2 separate regions of the Mus musculus genome follow, and region 1 is linked to region 2. The links are chromatin contacts, called in public Hi-C maps. All regions are on one chromosome and are shown on one strand. Each heading gives the region's core, a stretch centred on a gene start, on an enhancer-like site or on the middle of the called end of the contact. The rest is flanking DNA. Distances are from core to core; before and after follow the strand shown. Region 1 overlaps Gm41162 (a long non-coding RNA gene). Region 2 has its middle 110 kb from the start of Gm33472.

Evidence for each region. A called contact is a pair of places that touch in the nucleus more often than the background predicts.
Region 1: a contact with region 2 is called in a Hi-C map of cerebellum, with 1.7 times the contacts expected there. The contact joins two enhancer-like sites. A contact is called at or near these places in 9 of 484 Hi-C or Micro-C datasets (CD8 T cells, adipose-derived mesenchymal stem cells, cerebellum and 5 more) and 1 of 115 datasets of contacts at active chromatin or transcription factors (embryonic fibroblasts).

The regions. Positions count from the first base shown.
Region 1 is chr14:59,061,764-59,067,734 of GRCm38.p6, forward strand. All of the region lies in intron 1 of Gm41162 (a long non-coding RNA gene), which reads left to right. Among named protein-coding and RNA genes, the nearest start is that of Gm41162, 19 kb to the left of the region's middle. Within about 2 kb of position 1,643, at least 2 of the 459 cell types and tissues checked have an H3K27ac peak or open chromatin away from gene starts, as enhancers often do. A contact at or near this core is called in cerebellum, where this site is marked.
Region 2 is chr14:58,937,080-58,942,763 of GRCm38.p6, forward strand. No RefSeq gene overlaps it. Among named protein-coding and RNA genes, the nearest start is that of Gm33472, 110 kb to the right of the region's middle. Within about 2 kb of position 2,197, at least 6 of the 459 cell types and tissues checked have an H3K27ac peak or open chromatin away from gene starts, as enhancers often do. A contact at or near this core is called in cerebellum, where this site is marked.

The DNA of each region.
Region 1 (5,971 bases), core at 393-2,892, 120 kb after region 2:
GGTTTCGAGACCTTAAGGCCATCCCAACTAAAATGTTTGCTTGAACCCCGATTCCAGAAAGAAGTCACCAGGCCTGCTTATGGGGTCATGGCCGTACCTCCTAAAGGCAGCCCTTGTAGTGTAGGACTGTGCGCTTGCATGTGCTTGTGCGTGGTGCTGTCTGTGTGGGAGTGGGAGTTTGTATGTGCTTGTTCATGGCTCTGTGTACATTGCTGACATGAAAGGAAACACAGACGTGCCTGTACTGGCTTCCATCTAATTCCACAGGATCCTAAGATGTAATTCTCCTAAGAGATTTTAGATTTCTCCTTTGTCTGTGGGTGCACAGCACCAAGAACTAGAGAGTAGATTTGAGAGCCAATTTGTGAGGCCTTTGACTCAGTAAACCAAGCATGAGGGATTACAGCATAGAACTAAAGGTGACATCATATACTTGAGACTTTGAGTAAATTATTCACCCAAAGGACAAAATATAGAGCCTGGAACCATTGTTCCCTCATAGGCCTGTGAGAGACGATCACTTGGTAGCACTAAGCTTTGTATTTTATTTGAAGAGCAAGAACATGCATTCCAAGTCTGCATGGAGCATGTCCTTGGTCTGGGCTGCAGCCTGAAGCCTGCATGGAGGACGTCTATGGTCTGGGCTGCAGCCTGAAGCCTGCATGGAGGACTCTATGGTCTGGGCTGTAGCCTGAAGCATGGAGCATGCACATGATGAAGATTAAGTCAGTAGACTTCTACATGTGGACCATTGCAGACTATATGGTTAGATTACATTTCTTCAAACAAGCCCAGGCTGTGCTCTTATCTTCATCTCAGGTGAGTTCTGTAGTGTATGAGGATCACTGCAAAAGGACACTTGACAGAAACATCTGGTTTTCTCTGCCTTTAATGTAAGATGTTAAATTAGATGGGCATAAAAAGCATACTTCGTGAAATGTGACTTTTAGTTCATGTGGGTTATTAGAAGAGGATCAGAAAAGATGACCACATGGGACAGAAGTTCCAACAGGAGACAATGGCCCTTATACCCTTCAGCAAATGCAAATTTATTCTCTCAACACATGAGCCCTGTGGAGAAACTGTTCCTTGATTCATATGAAGGACAAAGAACCATGCTTAAAACAATTTCCAGAACAATGGCCCAGAAGCATCTTCTCATTTTTCTTTTCAGACACTTGGATGTGGTCAGGTTAATTGTCTTCCTATTCCATCACTCAAGGGCTTCAACCCAGATACTTTCCACCTTTCTGTGTCAAGTGTGCCTAAAAGACTTCTAATGAACAATGAGATGCAATGTGCTCATTACATATGAACACCTTCTCTAACGGTATGACAGAGTATTTCACCCAGGCACAATGGACTTGACATGATACATTGTAAACCCTGTGGTTTAAATTTTCTGCAGTACACAAACCTGCAGATTTTGCAAGACACGGGATCAAAGTGGGAAACCAGAATGTCAGCGCCTGGTGGCGTTTCCTTCCTTTTGTATACACAGAAGGCAGATGTCAGGATTAGATTGGAGCTTTGAGCTTTGAATTCCAAAGGGAAAAGCCAAAGGATTCTCAAGGAGCTACTGAGGCGGAAAGAGAAATGGAGCTGAGGGGAGATGAGAAGAGGCAGCACCTGTGTAGGATGAACTGGACCAGTTCCAGTGACTGCTGTCAGGGCCTGAGGCCAGGGAAGTCTGACTGTGTCCATCTCCTGTATCAGGGCTCCTATTGATATAGAAAAGAGATAGGGGGCTACCATAGTGATAAGTGAGGAGCCTTTGTGTTGTAAGAACATCCAGGGCTACCTAATCAAGAGTGTAAGCTCTAGAACCTCAACTTAGAGGAAAGGTGACACCAAGGACAGAAAGTCACACATCCCATGATGCAGTGTCCTTTGGCTCTTGCTTGGCATGTACACAGATCTTGATAAAACATTCATGCAGGTATGTACTAGTGTGCACATCCATGTGCGTATACATGTACATGGAACAAAGAAGGAGGAAGATGACCCAGTGGATCTTGAAACAGACATTTTCCAGATTGAAACCGTGTTTAGAGTTAGACTACATTAATCCTCAAAACTTACAAATATGTGTAAGAGTGATGTGGTAGGTTATGATTAAATTTTAATTTAAATTTCAGGAAAAAATTAATTGTATTGTTTAAAGACTTTTAAGCCATTATAAATATATCCAAGTACCATGTGTGTATTGCCTGCTGCTGTCAACAATTTTAAAACTGGTTTGTCTGGATTTGTCTCATAAAAATAAATAAATAAATAAATAAACTCAAAGTGACAGCTTATATACAGCTTAACTGAACATGGCTTCTCCATGCTCAGCAGTTCGAGACATGCTCCTTCCGGTTCATCACCAGAGACTTCACAAGGGCATCTGTTTATTTGTAAGAATTTTTGTTTGGAAATCTCAATATGCAACCCAGCTTGGTCTACAACTGGAGTCCTCCTGCCTCAGCCTCAGCCTCCTGAGTTTTGGACTACATACCAGAGTGACTGTTTTTCCTTTCAAATATACAAGTACAGTAATAGATTGAATAATCAGATATGAAATCAGTAAAAGCCTAAGGAAATGAAAAGGAGCTCACTGGAAAAGATTGAAGTACACCTTCAAGCTTCTGCCTCTCTCTAATATATATTTTCACTTACATGACAGGAATCTTCCTAATTGTAAAACAATTACAATTAATTAAACTGATTAGCTAAGTTAAACATAAAGTCATTTTATCTCACCCATACACTTATAACTCTGAATGTTACATGGCTCCAGTCACTTATCATACGATGTGCACAGCACACTCAAAAATCACATCACCAAAACCAAGCACAACACCCCTAAAGAGAAAGACCATTACAGAATCATCAAGGAATAAATGAATGAGGATGACCCACACACCCCATCCCGTTGGTCCTCTGAAATCTGTACAAATTGACATTTGTAGATCTAACTGCATATCAAAAATATTCTAAGAGAGCTGTAGCTGGACAACTATGTGCATATCTCCTTCTTGTCATTGTTCCTGAGATACTACAATGACTACTTACACAGCCATAACATTGTATGAGTGATGTGGTGTGATTTTTCTTGGGAGACAAATGTCTGGTCCCTCCAGACAAAGCACAGATCACAAGCTGAAAAAACTTTCACCCAAAGAAATGATGTTATCCAAACCTAGCATAGTAAGTCAGTGGGTTTCCTGGGGTTACACACAGGAGTCTGGATACTTCAAAGTACTATTAAAAAGCCCAAGTCAGCATGAGTGACCACTCCTGAAAGCTGTATTTCTGGAGCTCTCTACTCAACCTTCAGTCAGCTCCCTGGAGAAAGAGCCTTCTCTTCAGCAACTGTTGCTGCTTGTGTAACCTTGAGGAAAGGTCCTGTGGGTCTCACAACTTTCTGAACTTCCTGGTGAGCCTTGCAAGCCTCCCTCCATGGAAGAGTAAATATACAAGAAGATATACTGAGGTTATGTGAAAATACTGCACGGCTTTATAAAAGGAGCTGGAGCAACTGTGCTTTCAGTATCCGTGGGTGATTAGGAACTCATCCTTCATACACAGCAAGGCTCAATACCCCAGAGGCCATCCTATCGTGTGGCCTGAAGATAGAAGTGTATAGAGAATTAGTTTCTGAATAAGATTAGGGAACTGTTTAGATATTTGTACATTATTTTATTTGTTTATGCAATACTGCTTATAAATCCGAACCATCTGTAGAAAAAAAGATAGCCCAGTTCACTTAAGACTTACAATCTTAAGATTGTAAGCAATATTTTAAATAAAAATAAGAAATTGCCTAGTTCTTGGTGTTTAATTCACCTCCATGTTAGAAAATTGCATGTCCTGAATATTTGACATTACATTTTTCATTATCACATTTTACTAGTTGAAAAATAACATTAAATATGAAACAGGTTTTTTTAGGTCATTTCAAATTAATGGTGCAAATGTAAAGATAAATTGAATAAGCCTTTCTGTGACTACCATCTCTCTGACAGTGTCTACTTAAGAGGGAAAAGAAATATCAATTTGGATGGTTCAGAACTGCTCCAGGCACTTAAACAAATGTTCACTACGCATACTTGTTTATCTTACATCTAAGACCACTCTGTTTAAATAGAGAATAGCCCCAAATTGTTCCCTTTTATCTTATAACACAGAAAAATGACATAGAAGGCCCTGCCTAGGAAATACATCAATGTGTAAGTGGCTAAAGGTCACTAAAGGTCACTGTCTTTGTGGCCATAACAGAGAGGCAGATAGAGTGAGAGGTGGGAGGTGACACTCTCCTGGACACTGGAAATTCTTCACCTAGTATACTCTCAAGTTCATAACTGCATCCTGATGGAGATTTTCAAGGTTTTTCCCTAAAACGGGTCAGCAAATCCACCTGATCGGGTGGATGATGGAAAGGTAATTGCTCTCCTCTTTCCATCTCTGTCTCCCAAAGATTCTCTACTTCTTCAAACAAAACTCTGCAGTAACCATCCTAAACAACAAAGAGACAACAGCCTTTCTGCATCTGAGTCTGGGAATCGCCACGCTGAGTGGAGAGTGTGACCACTGATGGACCTAACTGGGGCCCCATTCTGTACAGAGAAAGCATTTGCTACAAACAAGGAAATCTAGAAAGCTGTGGCCTTTAGTTAATGTCAATGCATGAGTATTGGTTCAGCAGCTCAGAGACACCACAGTGATGAAAAATATTAACAGGAGTAAGTGAGCACCGGATGTAGGAGCTCTCCTCCCTCGAATCTGTCCTGTGCATCAAAATCTACTCTAGATGTGTGTCCAAATGTTTTTGCTGCTGACTGAATTACTGCGACTGAGATAAGGTATTTTTTGTTGACTGGGATTAGCCTGAAGCTCTTTTGTAACCCTGCCAATTACAGGGCACAGCTGAATTTAGGACAGAGCATCTTCTACATTTGATTTTATAAACCAGCATGTTTCTCTCTGCTTATTTCCACAGAATTTTGAGGCAGTTGGGTAAAAATGAGTTGACAAAACAAATCCAACTGCAAAACACTGTGAGCTGTTAATATGAAATAATTAATGTCTAAACTCGAGAGTTGTGCAAAATAGTCTCCAAGGAACCCACGCCCAGTGGAAATGGCTCATTCAAAATAATGGTTCATTTTCCTCAGTAGTTGAGAGCAGGATGGGGAGCTCCATTAAGGTACAGGGGACCATCTGGTGGGAAAAGAACATGGCTTACAGCAGCTCAGAAACCAGCCAGATCCTGTGTAGGGCTCAGCATCCCGCCTACTGAACGGTTACAGGAATCAAAAAGGAGAGTGGATTCCTGGGACTCTTGCCTATGATTCATTTCAAAATTATTTCCCTTGTGTGTTCTCAGCCATCCACAACATCAATGTGAGGAGCAAGCAGGATACAGAATTCCTGGTAGAAACCATCCCCGTGGCAGCCAGTGAAGTAAACTGTCGGCAATTTTCTTCTTCTTCAAATAAGAGTATTTTCTGTGCATTCTGGCAGTGCTCATGTCTTTGTGTGTATGTGTGTGTGTGTGTGTGTGTGTGTGTGTGTGTGTCTGTGTGTGTGTGTGTCTGTGTGTCTGTCTGTGTCTGTCTCTGTGTGTGTGTATCTCTGTGTATTTGTCTGTGTGTCTGTGTCTATGTCTGTGTATCTCTGTGTATTTGTCTCTGTGTGTGTCTGTGTGTGGTGTCTGTGTGTGTCAGTGGGGGAGGCATGTGTAATGCAATATTGTCAGATCTGTTGAGAGAGTTATCAATCATATAGACCAGTTAGAGGCTCTGAGGGCTCATCTCCTTAGCCTGAAGAACAGTTCCTAGCTTACAGAGTTTATTGTCACTTCCAGTGGAAACTGGACTTACACTAACTCTCCCTTGTACTGAGACTTGTGCAAAGTAGCTTTGAAGATTTCTTAAGAAAGGCAACTTTTGACTTCGTTCAATACCTTAGCATGGATACTATCCTG
Region 2 (5,684 bases), core at 947-3,446:
ACATCCCTTAATAAGTAACAAAAAAATGAAATAAAAGTAATGTTTGTTATCTTCAAAAAATAGGCAAATTCTGATTCAGATTCTAATAATCAGTCAACTGTGGGACTAATTAACCAACTCATGAAGTTACCAGTTTTATAATATATTTTTAAAATCTCAATTTCATCATTCTTGAGTGATATATATATATACATATATACACATAATATCAATATGTTTTGTACATACATATAAGCACATATGTATATACAAAATATATAGAAACCATATATCCATGCCTATTTTAAGATTGTTCTGAATGGTAGTGTGTGTGTGGTTCGTCTGATTCATGTGTCTATAAAGGCCAAAGATATGCTGCTCTGCTTTAATTAACCCACGGGTCACCAAGGCTAAACAGAAGTCCAGAGAGAATGACAGTGATGAATGGCGCCCTTGGCACCCTGGTGTTTGGGCAGTGACAATCAAGTGCTCACGGTTGGCCTCCTTCCCGGAGCTTGTATCTGAAAATCCTCCCATAAGAAGCTATGAAGCAGTGTGTCGTGTGCCTTTGGAAGAAAAGCAATAAACATCTTTGATATATTAACTAACTCCCGTAGTTCATAACTCCCTCAAGCAGGAGGCAAGAGAAAAGCCGTAGTTCAAAACTATGATGATATTCTTCATCCGAAAATCCGAAAGTCCCGTGTTTGCAGCATTTGCTGAGAGAATAGGAAGCTGGTGAGTTGCAACGTATTGGCATACCTTTACTTATACTGAAAGCAAAATTCGAAGGGTGCAACCCTTGAAACTCCACGTACTCACAGGGCCAGTATCAAGGTCATTTCCCATCCGAGCCACACCAGGCGGACAATGGGGGTCATTTCACAGATACAAGCCGGTAATTAGAGGTGACTGCCTCTGGCTGTGTGCATGCTGGGGGGGAGCACTGTCTGGCTATGGTCCAGGGGTGCTCGGCCTGGAGAGGGTTTGAGTGGTGGGGGCGGGGATTTAGTCACACTCCCTGAAGCTCAAGTGAATAGCACCAGCAGAATTTGAGAAGCCTTCTTGGGTTTTTTGCAACACTGCTGTGCAGAAACTTCCCTACCATCCTTGAATTTTAAACAGTAAGGCAACACTACTATGAAAGGTACATGCTCTTTTCAAGAGACATGTTGTTGCCATGCTAGTATTCCTCTAGGGGGAGCTGTTGGGTTCAACTTCCTGAGAAGCCAAGACAGGTCCAGAAATTTTAGAGTTGGAGGCAGATAAAACGTGTTGCCAAAATCAGTGCAGGCAGTGCAAACACAGATCTGAGAAGATCTGGTCCTCAGGATCCCCTCCCCTGGAGGATGGACCATGATAGTGTGCTCCCAACCTCTACCCGTTCATGGATGTTCTCTTCTCTGTCAAGCTGGAGGACCTGTCTCTCAGCACTGCTCTCGGGATGGACTTGGCGGATCAGCTACTGAAGCAAATCTTTTGACCTCAACTATGATCTTGTTGCCTGGATGAACACATCCTGACCACCCCCAATGTAGGGTCTGAGCTCTGAATCAGACAAGAGCTGCTCAGTGCCCATTCCCTGGGAGCTGGGAACGAGCTTGATTTGGGGAGTTTGGCCACTGTCACCCTTTGCTTCCATAAGCCACCTCCTGACCTCAGCAAGTGTACCCTCCTGGATTTCGGTAATTCTATGGCACCCTAGCAGCGGTCTTTGCTAATCCTTTGCCTTTGGAGATGAGCCAAAACCTGGCTCAAGCTGAGGTGGATTCAGTGAATGGCTCCCCCCTGCTATTGCGTCCATTTGCATATCAATCAACGTTTTCCCAAGAAATTGGACTTTTCATTTTCACAGGAGCAGAGCAAGACAGAGCCAGGAAATAGCACACTGATAACCTTGTCTAGACTCCCAACCAAACACAAGGAGCCCCTCACATTCTAACAAATCAATAATACATCCCACACACACCTGTACTACGTTATACGGTAGTCAGCAGGGCTGTTTCAGACTTCACAAAAAACAGTTCTTTACTAGGGCAGCCTGAAGCCTGATCTAGCTTATAATCTACTCAGTGGTGACACAAACCACCCTGGAAGGTTTCCCAACTTCCCAGGTTGGTGTTATGTATCTGAGCTTCAAAGCAAGGGTGTGCACAGCCCACATTCCTGCAGGAAGTAAGGGATCTGCAGGAACAGAAATTGAAAGGCAGTTACCTGGCACCAGGCTGACACAATCTGTTCAAAGGACTGTGCACAGGCATGAGGTCAGTGGAGAGAAAGCCCAGTCAGTGAGACAGGCTTCCTCCAGCCTTGGTGGTTACCAGCTAGCCAGTGGCACCTGCCAAGCTCAGAGAGTTGCAGCATTTGAGTGTTTTGTTTTTTATCTTTGCAGGAGATTTCTATGTCACGGAGGCCAAGGACCTACATTTTTATGAAGCAACATGTTTTGAAGACGATTGTTACTAGTGACCTCTTTGCCAACTCCTTGACAGCTATCACTATGCTATTCAGAGTCAAGGCAAGAAGGAAGAGAGCACACAATATACAACTCTACTACCTGAATTTAAAAGGAGGAATCCTGCTTTCCTCTTGGGAGTAGATTTCTGTTTTTCAACTCCAAATGTTTGTCTCTATTTCAGAATTCTGCCAATATAGGTTGGATATCTGTAATCTGGAAATCTACCATCCAAATTTTTTCTCAATTCTGAATCTTTTTAAATGCAGAAAGAAAAAAAAAAAGCTACACTTGTGAAATCCCCCACCTGACATCCTTGAAAGGTCCCCCTGTAATACAAGTGGTGAATTTACCAAATAAGAGAACTATTCTAGTCTACTTTCTGTTGCTGTGATAATCATCATAATCATAACTATCTGAGGAGGAAAAGGTTTATTTTATTTTCTGTTTCCTGGTAACAGTCCATCACTAAGGGAAGCCAGAGCAGGAGCCCAAGCAAGAACTGAACCAGAAATAATGATGGAATCCCATTTTGTGGCTTGCTCCTCCTGGCTTCTTCATTTTGCTTTCTTATACAACCCACAAACATCTGTCCAGGGGTGACACTGCTCACAGTGATCTGAGCCTTCCTGTATCAATCAATAATCAAGAAATAACCTCAAAGGCGTGCCCACAAGTCAATCGAATGGAGGCATTTCCTCAGTTAAGGTTTCTTAGTCCCATGTGACTCTAGTTTATGTCAAGTTAATGAAAGTAACCAGCATGGTCATCTCATGGTTATCAGATGTGTCTAAGCTGCGCATCAAACATAAATGAGCTTCAGGTTTAGATTTTGGCTCATTCCCAAAGTACCATGCTAAAAAGATGCAAACATTCACAACTCTTAAATCAAGGCTACTTGACCTGTATTTTGAAGAGGAAGCGTTAGCCATTCTTAGTGTCATCTTACCTTTTAGATGGCTAAGAAACACTGTGTTTGAAAATATGACTCTGTGGGAATGACAATGGATATATAGATGACAACGGATGACAAGGCAATGCAGAACCCTCAAGTGATGATTTTGAACACTTCCTGACATGATACTCAATCTGAGGTGTAAACTGCTGGTCTCTAAAGACATATTGTCTTCACATAGCTCTTAGCACAGAGCACAGACACCCAGTGGTAAGTCTGCAACAAACACCAAACTTTCTTGTGCTTTTATTCACAATGGTAAAGGCAGTTGAAAGATAAAAGGCAAAGAGACAAAGACTAGTCCAGTTATGACATTCAAACTTTACCTGCCTTATGCCCAATAGAAAACTAAGGGACAGACAACTCAGCATTTTTAAATCTGACTATACCAATATGCCCCATAATAACAATGAGCATACTTATACATTTGAGAACTGGCACCCTCAGCCATCAGAAAAAAATATAATCAAAATTATGTGGGAATTCCATCTTACTGCTATTAGAAGAGCTCTCATTAAAAGACCAAACAATAATTGCTGTTGAAGATACAAGAAAAATGAACCCTTATACATGGCTGTAAAACTGTGAACAAAATCAGCCACTATAGAAATCAGTGTAGATGCTCCTAAGAAAGCTGAAATTAGAAAGGCCATATGATTTAGGATACTCATTCCGGGTTCATGGCCAAAGGAGTCAAAGATAGCATTCCATAGAGACACCAACTCCTTTGCACTAATTACAGTAGCAAGCTATGCATTCAGCCCAGGTAGCCATAAACAGAGAGATGGGAAAAGAAACTGGAGTATTTATAAACAATGGATCACAGTTCAGCCATAAAGAAAAATAAAAATATTACATTTGTGAAATGGTGGGCTGGAGATAACTGTGTTAAGTGAAAGACTCCAGGCCCAGAAAGACAATGCAGAATGTAAACTTAAACTCCATTGAAGGAAGGGAAGGACCAGTGAGGAGAGGGAGGCAGCTGGGGATACTGAGAGTGAATAGGATTGGAGAACACCACACACATGCATGAAGATGACAAAATGGAGTCTGTCATCTTTCATAAAAAAAAATGACCACTACTTATATAAGGAAGAGCTCAGACATGACTGTAATACAGCAGTTGGAAAGTAGAAACTGGAGGGTAGAGACTTTACAGCTAACCTGGGCTACATAAACCCTATCTCAAAAAAGAATAAAAGGCTTCCTAAATGATAACTACAATAGGCCCAGTTATTATGTATAACAATAAAAAGGAGATTCTTTGCTAGAGATGGGGTCTAGAACCTCATGTTGGGCAAGTGAGCTGCCTCTGCTGTCCGGGACAGATTCCTATTTTCCCTCTTAGCCAGCTGAAGCTTTATATTCATGTAACCCAAACAAGCCCAACCAAAACATCCATAACTATTGATGATTTAAAATATTTTTACAGAAAAGGAGAAGTAATGTGGTCTTGTTTTATGAAATAGGAGATGTATTAGCACAGGAAATGGAAATGGATATTTTTACTTACACAAACCTTTTGTACTGTAGGTTTATATTTTTCAAAACCTACTTTTAGTAAGGGTATTTAAATGCTTTAACCTCCCATTTATCCCACCACCAACCAGAGGTAGTAGAAAGGAAAGGTTAATGGGCAAAGGAGGATGTTGACCTGTTTAGAAATATTTTTTTGGATCAAACCCAATCTGTGTTATCAGGATATCTACAGTACAGTTCACAGAAATCAGCAGTAGCAGCTTAATCCACTTGAAAACACAATTCACAAATCAGCAATGGTAGTTGAATTCATAGGAAACCATGAGGTTCTGAAATGGCCAAGTCTTCAGAAGATGCAAGAAGCCACCAGAACATCACGAGAAGTTCTTTGGTGGTGTTTCTCTCTATGAAGCCATGACAAACAATGGCCAGCAAAGAATGGCAAGACGAACCAAGCATCCTCCACTGGCTTTTGGGTTATATTTATACATCACATGTTCTCTCAAGTATCTGTTCTAGCAAAAGCATCATAAGCCCTTTTTCCAGACAGCTTCCAGAAAAACACCATGTGTCTGTTCTCAGCAGAACATCCTCCCATGTGTCTGCTTCAGGCAAAACATCCTCTCATAAGACAGTTTCCAGAAAAAAAAATCACATGACATAACTGAGTCTCCAAAGAAACCAGAAATCTCCACTTCACTGTACTTTAGAAAGAAAAATAGTAAGAGTGAGCTCGATTTGTTAGAGTGGAACTTGACACAAGGTTGAGACCTCTGTAGCTCAAACTGGCCTCAAACTCATGCTCCTCTGCCATAG